Regions from separate parts of the Mus musculus genome. Here all the other regions are linked to region 2. A link is a contact called in public HiChIP or PLAC-seq and promoter capture Hi-C data. All regions are on one chromosome and are shown on one strand. Each heading gives the region's core, a stretch centred on a gene start, on an enhancer-like site or on the middle of the called end of the contact. The rest is flanking DNA. Distances are from core to core; before and after follow the strand shown. Region 1 holds the start of Arl5c (ADP-ribosylation factor-like 5C). Region 2 holds the start of Mrpl45 (mitochondrial ribosomal protein L45). Region 3 holds the start of Fbxl20 (F-box and leucine-rich repeat protein 20).

Evidence for each region. Promoter capture Hi-C pulls out the DNA fragments that hold promoters and counts their contacts. HiChIP or PLAC-seq counts read pairs in DNA pulled down with a chosen protein or histone mark.
Region 1: an H3K27ac HiChIP or PLAC-seq map of bone marrow-derived dendritic cells shows a contact between it and region 2, with 3 times the contacts expected there. The contact joins the promoter of Arl5c here to the promoter of Mrpl45 in region 2. A contact is called at or near these places in 1 of 39 promoter capture datasets (liver) and 1 of 115 datasets of contacts at active chromatin or transcription factors (bone marrow-derived dendritic cells).
Region 3: a promoter capture Hi-C map of liver shows a contact between it and region 2, with 2.8 times the contacts expected there. The contact joins the promoter of Fbxl20 here to the promoter of Mrpl45 in region 2. A contact is called at or near these places in 2 of 39 promoter capture datasets (both in liver).

Annotation. Positions count from the first base shown.
Region 1 is chr11:97,994,804-97,997,503 of GRCm38.p6, reverse strand. Arl5c (ADP-ribosylation factor-like 5C) reads left to right here and starts at 1,331. Exons shown (of 6, transcript NM_207231.1): 1 at 1,331-1,686; 2 at 2,377-2,437. The coding sequence starts at 1,641.
Region 2 is chr11:97,314,340-97,317,039 of GRCm38.p6, reverse strand. It overlaps Mrpl45 (mitochondrial ribosomal protein L45), which reads right to left and starts at 1,324. Exons shown (of 8, transcript NM_025927.4): 1 at 1,101-1,324; 2 at 116-293. The coding sequence starts at 1,166.
Region 3 is chr11:98,148,225-98,150,924 of GRCm38.p6, reverse strand. Fbxl20 (F-box and leucine-rich repeat protein 20) reads left to right here and starts at 1,309. Exons shown (of 15, transcript NM_028149.1): 1 at 1,309-1,609. The coding sequence starts at 1,568.

The sequences.
Region 1 (2,700 bases), core at 82-2,581, 680 kb before region 2:
TTGGTTTTTTTTCTCCCTCTTCCTGCTGGGGCTGCTACTTTCCTCGTGACCCACAAACCCACTGTTGGGTCTACCTGCTGCTGGAGCCTGTGAGGCCAGAAGGCCACTCAGAAGTTTGAGGCAGGAGGATTGCTGGAGTTCAGGAGTTTAAAGCCAGCCAGGGTGACAGATTATATATTTAGGTCCTCTGAAAATAACAAACAAATCAACAAATAAAAAGACTTTTCCCTCTGCTGAGAGAGACTGGCTGGTTTAGATTGTAAAAGACAATCTCACTATGTAGCCCAGGCTCGGTATTTATTGTTTCATTTCCTTTGGAATGGGGAAGGGGCATGGAACTCACTCTGTAGACCAGGCTGGCCTCAAACTCAGAGATCCACCTGCTTCTGTCTCCCAAATGCTGGGATTAAAGGTGTGTGCCACCATGCCCAGCAATCATGGTGATTTAAATTTTTTATTTTTATTACTTTTAATTATATATTGGTGTGTGCATTTGCATGTGGGTATTGCACAGAGTGCAGAAGCCAGAAGCAACAAGTTCCCTGGACCCAGAGTTAATAGAGAGTCCTTATCTGTCTATGGTGGCTGCTGGGAACAGAACTTGGTCCTCTGGAAGAGCAACACGTGCTCTTAACTGCTGAACCATCTCCTCAGACTGTGGCCTGCAGGTTGCATGCAATTGCATGTAGCTAAGGATAGCTGTGAATGCCATCTAACACAAAATGGGAAAAATTACAATACTATGTAATTAGGGGCTAGAGAGAGGGCTCAACAGTTAAAAGCACTTGCTGCTCTTTAAGAGGACCTGAGTTGGGTTTCCAGTATCCAAGCTAGGATCTGAGTACCTCGTCTGGCTTCCAAAGGTATACATGTATTTAAACATATGGCATGTGGTTCAGCGTGCGTGCACGTGAAAACACACACACACACACACACACACACACAAAATCTTAAAATGCTGGGCTTGGTGGCACACACCTTTAATCCCAGCACTCAGGAGGCAGAGGCAGGTGGATCTCTGATGTTGGAGTCCAGTCTGGTCTACAGAGAGTTCTAGGACTGTCAGGGCTACACAGAGAAACCCTGTCTCAAAAAACAAAAACAAACAAGCAAACAAAAAGTTTTAAAAAATTACTAGATTGGATTAGCAAAACATTTTGAGATTCTTTGTTGTTTGTTTTGTAACTGAGTTGCAGGGTTCTTCAGTCTGAACTTTGTAGATGAGGATGCTGTGTCTCAATGTGAGAAAGCTGGACCGCCCTTGGAGGGTTTCCCCCCAGCGGTGGCTTTTGGAGAGGAAGAGCAGACATTTTGCACATTGCTCACTCTACTCGCAACACTAAAGCAGATAGTTCCAACTTCAGTTTTCTCAGGGTAAAGAGGACTCTGGGATTTTCCTTGCACTTTCCTGCCCCTAGACAAATACCTAGTCTTCGTGGTGACGCCACTCAGACCCTCAGCACCGAGAAAGAGCCAGCGTCCGGTGGGATTCCCAGGTCTCGAGGGTGACGCTTGGGGTTCCGCACATTTGATAGGAGCAGCGGGTCTGGCCCTCCCCCAGGCAGGGCTTTGAAGATTTGGGGCCAGACTCTGGTCCTGGAGGCTGCTGAGCCCCGCCCGCCCCCAGCTCCGGGAGTGCCATGGGACAGCTGATAGCCAAGCTGATGCGAATCTTTGGGAGTCAGGGTAAGCGGCGCACCGGGCAGCCCAGTGACCTCTTTGATTCCGCTGTCTTCTGGGGCTCTTGGGATTTTGGAGTCGTCCGTGAAGACTGACTGGGAACCTTGCGCTGCTAGAGTTGGATTTGTGCACTCCCATACTCTCCATGGCCTCCTGCCTGCTCTCCTCCCACAAGCCCCCCGCCCCCCACCTTGACCCCGCGCTTCAGTGTGCCCAGTGCACAGGGGTGGGAGAGCCTTCTGCCTCTGACCCCACCACCCAGCTGAGCTGTGTGCGACCCTGAGGGCCCCCAAAGTCAATTTCCTGAGATTGTGATTTAGAGCCCAGTGTGCTTCGGACCCTTTAGACGATCGCTGTCTAGAAATGTAGACGGAGGTGGGGTAGGGGGTCAGGAGGGGTGCAGGGGTCCGGTCCGATGGCAAGTGAAACGGTACAGTCTTCGACAGAGGTCCCCCGGACCGCGTTTCTCTGAGCATCCTAGGAAATTGGGGGGGGGGGCGCACACAGAAAGCTGAGATACCGAGCTTTAGCTCGGAGATTGCCAAGGGATGTGTGGAGCCGGGAGAGAAGGCATCCATTCATCCAGACAAGAGCAGAGGGTGAGGAAGAGGCCAGGACGAGAAGCCTACTAGGGACACCCACGCCCGCAGTCGTCCGGGTTGGCTCTGACCTTGCCCTTCCCCTGGATGCCTCCAGAGCACAAAGTCATTATCGTGGGACTGGACAATGCAGGGAAGACCACCATTCTCTACCAGTTGTAAGTAACTACTGGGTGGATAGAGTGGGCTGGGCCTCACACTAGACTGATAGTCATTTGCACCAATCACCAGAGCCCTTCCCTGGGTTAGTGGGTAGTTGTAGACAAGAAGTGATGGGAAGACGCTGGTATGACCTTCCTGATTTAGTGGCTGCTGGCCTGGATTTGGATCCCGCCAGCAATGGGTGACTTCAGGTCCCACGGCCTCCCGCGATCTACCCTGCCAAACACATTTCAGTCCTGGCAGGTGTGGAATGCCAGGC
Region 2 (2,700 bases), core at 75-2,574:
TCATATCTCCAGCCCCACTTAGTGGTTAATTTATTGCTATCAATCAGAGTCTAAAGCATACACCAGACCTCTGACAATAGAGAACTGAACCAGGATCCCAGAAATAGTTCCTTACCTGTACAGGCCAAATGTATAGGGCGCTCCAACCGTTCCTGTGGAATGACCAATCCCGCTTTCCTGGCATACTCCAAAAACTCCTTCTCTGTTTTGTACTTGGGTTCAGGAGTTGGGGGTCTAAAACGGCTTTTGGTTTTAACTTGAACTACAGTTGTGGACTGAGTCACCAGAATGGGCTGGGAGATGAAAAAAAAAAGTTAGCGTATAGGTGATTTGGAAAGGATAAATCTATCTTGAGCAAACTGTTTGCAAAGTCTTATAGAAAGACATCCCATTAAAGAATGCTTCAGGAGTTATGAAATGACTATTATGGAGAAACGATATTACTTTTTGAACACCTAGGGATGGCTTTTGCCACAAGCCAATTAATAACCTGTATTCACATCAATCAACAGTAAAAACTTTCCTTTAATACATTCTGCAGTACTACTGTATACAGAGATGATTAAAGCAGAGGTCCTAGTGCCAAAGAACTTTCAGTTTAATTGTAAACCTCACTTAACCCATTTCTGAAAAGAGTGGAATGCTATTACTAAAGCATTAAACAAGATCTCCCTGGCATTTCCCCCACACTTCTGTTTTGCTTTTTCAGAAGCAAATTGCTTCTAGCTCCTAACTGACCAATAAACTTTTACGAAGTCAGGTGACCTTTTCCCTCTAGGATAAGACAAAACTCCTATCCTTTTCAAAAAAAAATTTTTTAAGAATGTAAAAGAGCTGGTTCATCTTCCAAGCCATTACTTTCCTTTTTAACATCTTCTCTCCAAAGACTAGAATTAACGTAAAGAAGCTTAATGCTCAGCCTCGTCTAGGCTGTCTAGAGAGACTTGTCTAGAGGGGATCGCATACACCTCAAATTCTTCTCCAGATGAAGTCTGACTCGTATGGTCCAAACTCAGCAACGCCCACAGCATGATTATTCCCCTCTACTCTATCCTCCTCTTTGTGTCCCTAAAAATTTCATTCGCTTCATTTCTACCCACCTGCCGAGACCACCATCCCAAAGTCCTGTATAAGGAGGACAAGCCCCGAGGTACGGGGGCCGCCATTTTGCTCGCGCAAAGGCCGCCGGGATGCTAGCCTAGCCGCAGATCACCGAGCCGGAGAAAAGGCGCAGAGGGCGGAGCGAGCTGGGGAGTGGAATTTTCCAGGGCGCGCGCCCCAGGCCGAAAGGTGAGTCGCGCGCACGCGCACGCTCTCCAGGGGAGGGGCGCGCGGGCACGCGCAGTGGGTTCGCGCGTGCGCAATGAAACCACTTTGGAAGTAGGGTAAACCGCACGGCTGTCACGCGCCAGTCGGAGACGGGGAGAGCCAGCTGCGCCTGCGCAGGAGGCTTCTGTGGGACTCTGGTTGCTGCATTCCTGGTTCCTTAACACATTGTTACACCTTATTTACAATCGGTGAAAAAAACGAAAAAGTGCTTCCCTCTGAAATCAGAAGCCTTTAAGATAAGTGTTTTCTTTCATTACAAGGAATTCACTGGAGGTATTTAGGGCGAAAATGATAGTTTCTGGGTGTGTTTCTGACCTCAAAATGCAGTATAACCTTAAACCTTTAACCAACCTAGTTTTCTATGTGAAAATTCTTTCATACCTTTCCGTTAGGGAAGCTGACCGCTGTGATTACTGAAAAGCAAAAGGCACGTGGGTTAACAAGAATCTGTCATTTCCCAAAACATATCATTTCCAAAAATACCACTTACCAAATTTGGTAATAACTGGTATTTCAAAATTGTTTACTAGGCGCCTGGCAATTTAAGCATTTTACATATATCAACTTAATCCTCACCACAAGCAATAAATATTCCTGCTTTTACATATATGGTTGGGCCAGAGATACTAAATATGTAATTCAAATTTAAACAAATAATTGGCAGAACTGAGAGTCAGGTACATAGAGTTTAACAACTCCAAAATCGCTTCACATTCAGTGGTTAAAGGAATCCCAGTGTGATAACCAGGTCATCCTGGAGCCACACAGACTATGTAACACATCCTAACCCATGTCTGCCTGGCCTCTGCTCAGTTTCTCGGCTACTGCAAGCTAATTCCCTATCAGTACCTAATATGATTTGGTTCACTCTGAGATGGATTCTTAGGTGGTCACTGTTACTTTTGATTAGCTGTTTTGGAAAATTTGAGGCATGGTGGCGCACCCCTTTAGTCCCAGCACTCGGGAGGCAGAGACAGGCAGATTTCTGAGTTCGAGGCCAGCCTGGTCTACAAAGAGAGTTCCAGGACAGCCAGGGCTACACAGAGAAAACCCTCCCTCAGAAAAATACAAACAAACAAAAACTAAAAAAGAAAATAGAAACTATAGAGATGGCTCAGGTGTTAAGAGTCCTTGCTGGGCTGGTGAGATGGCTCAGTGGGTAAGAGCACCCGACTGCTCTTCTGAAGGTCAGGAGTTCAAATCCCAGCAACCACATGGTGGCTCACAACCATCCGTAACAAGATCTGACTCCCTTTTCTGGAGTGTCTGAGGACAGCTACAGTGTACTTACATTAAATAAATAAATCTTAAAAAAAAAAAAAAAAAAGAGTCCTTGCTGCTCTGGCAGAGGACCCAAGTTCGGGTCCCAGC
Region 3 (2,700 bases), core at 60-2,559, 830 kb before region 2:
AGGTCTGACGACAAACTCGTAATTGCTTTGAGCATAAAATTGGAAGCAGTATTAAGGTCTAATTAGGACGGCTGGGATTTATGGTAGTTTTTAATATTTCAGGTTTGGTACATTTTGTAATGTCTCTGACGGAGCAATTTCACTCTCGGTTGTTTCATAATTCGTGGAAAATAGGTCATAGATTTTGGAAGTCTTGAAGGCTGGAGTTAACAAAAAGATGACAGACTACCTTTTATACTAGGAGCGAAATCCAATGGAAGAGTTTCCTATGGGCAACCGCCCCCGCCTACTCGCTCCTACATGCTTGTTTCTCCCGCCGAAATGGCGTCACGCCGTGGCTCTCACGAACCAGCTCTCCGATTGGAGGGTGAGCAGCCGCTGCAGCCCATTGGGCGCCAGCGGCCGGAGGGGCGGGGACGCCAATGGCCCTTGTGCCTTGCCCGCCCCCACCCGATTGACGCCAGCCCCTCCCCCGGCCCAAGGAATGGGTACTGGGCTGGGGCATTGCACCCCCTGATCCCGAGGTGTAGCCTCGCTGCCAGCTCCTGTGCAGAGCTGGCGCTACGTCCTCCTCTTAGCGCAACCAGCTCCTGCCTTCTGGAGCCTGGCACTGAGAGCCATCCGCCCCGCAGGGGCCCCCCAGGCCTCCCTGCAGCACCCCGTAATGCAATTCACCGGGGTGGGGGAGGCGGCGGCAGCACCTACGGCGGCAGCGGCGGCGGCACTGCCCCAACCTAGAGACGTCTAGAAAGAGGAGGAAAATGGCTCCGAGCAGGGACCGCCTGCTGCACTTTGGGTTCAAGGCGACAGTGAGTGATAGAGGACGGGAGCTGGGTGGTCAGAAAGACGTGGGTGCCAGCTCAGGCCGCCGGGGAAGTGATCAGATCAGAGCTGGGGACCCTAGGCTGAAAGCTCAGGTTCCGCGTGGGTCGCTACGTGCCAGTGAGCCCTCGCAGTGCTGGAGGGGATCCGGTGATGTTCCTGTCCCTGTTCTGCTCTTCTCGCCGGTCCGCGGGCACGCGCGCACTCGCACCCGCCCCACAGCACACACACCGTGCCCCCCCCCCCCACGCCCGCGCGCGCACCGAAGCAGGCGCGCACTTGGGCACTTCCCTGCTTCTCCTTGTCCTGGTGGGCTGGCGCCCGGTCACCCCACGTTCCAGGCGCTCGCGGGCTCACCGTCCGGGGCTGCGCCGGGTGGGGGAGGGGTGGGCTCGCGCCGCCGCCGCCGAGCGCTCCTCCCCTCCCCCGACGTTCCGAGGCCCGGGCGGCTCTGCCCAATGAGGAGCGGCGTTGCTGGCAGGTGGGGAGTGTTTTTGTTTTGGGTTGAAGTTGAGGCTTTGGAGAGGACCGAGCTAGCGACTGGCAGTCGTCGCGGCCGCGGACGCCGCGGGCGGTGGTGGAGGCCCCCGCGGGACTCGAGCGGTCGCTCCTCCGCGTCGGCCGGGCGAGCCTCGCCTTGCTGCCGCCGCCGCCTCCCGCTCCCGGAACTCCGGGGCCTGCCCTGGCCCCTATCTTTGCACTCCGCACGCCGCAGCGCCCTGCCCGGGCCGCACCCGCCGGCCCCATGAGGAGGGACGTGAACGGAGTGACCAAGAGCAGGTTTGAGGTGTGAGCTCGGAGGGGTCTCGGGCGGCGGCGAAGGCCAGCTCTCGCACCCCAAACAGTAGCTCGACCGGAGCCTCCTCCCTTGTGCGGCCCGCCACCCGCCCCCGATGCGGCCGCCGGCGTCCTCCCCTGCTTGCGACCCGCAAGCCCCGCGCACCGGCTTGCCTCGCCTTCCGGGAGGTTCGCCTGCTGCCCCTTCCACCCGCGGGCCCTGGCCGGGATTAGCCCTGGCGCCCTAAATCCCCCCTCCCCCATAACACCCAGCTTCCCATTCTCTGCCCAGCCCTTGGCTAGCCTCCTTCCACCACGCAGTGAAAGCACTCAGTCCCCGACTGGCCAGCGCCTGCTGCCTTCGTGAATCTCCACCCGAGCGGGAATCGATTAGTCCTCGGTGGAAGTAGGAAGTTGGGGGTGGTAGTAAACTGGGACGATAGAGGCGACTGTGGGGTTTTCGTGCTGTTTGGATATTCTAATACTTCCTCTTCCCCGTGTAGTCTAATACTTTTGTGGTTCATTGTTTATTGGGAACTTAGATATCTGTTCCGAGAATGCGAGGAAGGTCTGAGAGCCTTCGGAGAACCCATTCCTGGTTTGTTTTGTTTTGTTTTTTTGTTTTGTCTTAAGTTTGTCCTCTGAAAAGGAGGTTTGTAGTCTTGGAATGGAACCGTACATAGTCAGAAAGATCTTTAAAAGCGAGTTCACGACTGAGAAAGGGATTCCTTTGGGAAGTATCCTAAGTACTGGTGAAATGAAATACAGTAGTTTGGAGATGTGCTGGAGGTTTCATTGGTAGGCCGAGAGACAAAGAAACTTACACAAGAGAAAATGTTACCTGGCCTTTTCTGGCAGAGGCTCAGGCTGACTGACCTGTGCTGGGCCCAGGCTCAGTGTTCATCTCACTTGCTGGCTTCCTGTCTCCTCTCTCTTGTTGTATTTTTAACACCCAGTGTTTCCCTTCAGCTCCCTTTAAAAGATAAATTTGAGACAAAAAGTTTGTGGGCTTCGGGTGAAAGTCTCACCTAGGGGCGAAACTTCTGTATAGTCTTAGTATTTCTTGAAAAAGTATTTATAGTTATAAAGTTAAGGTAGGAG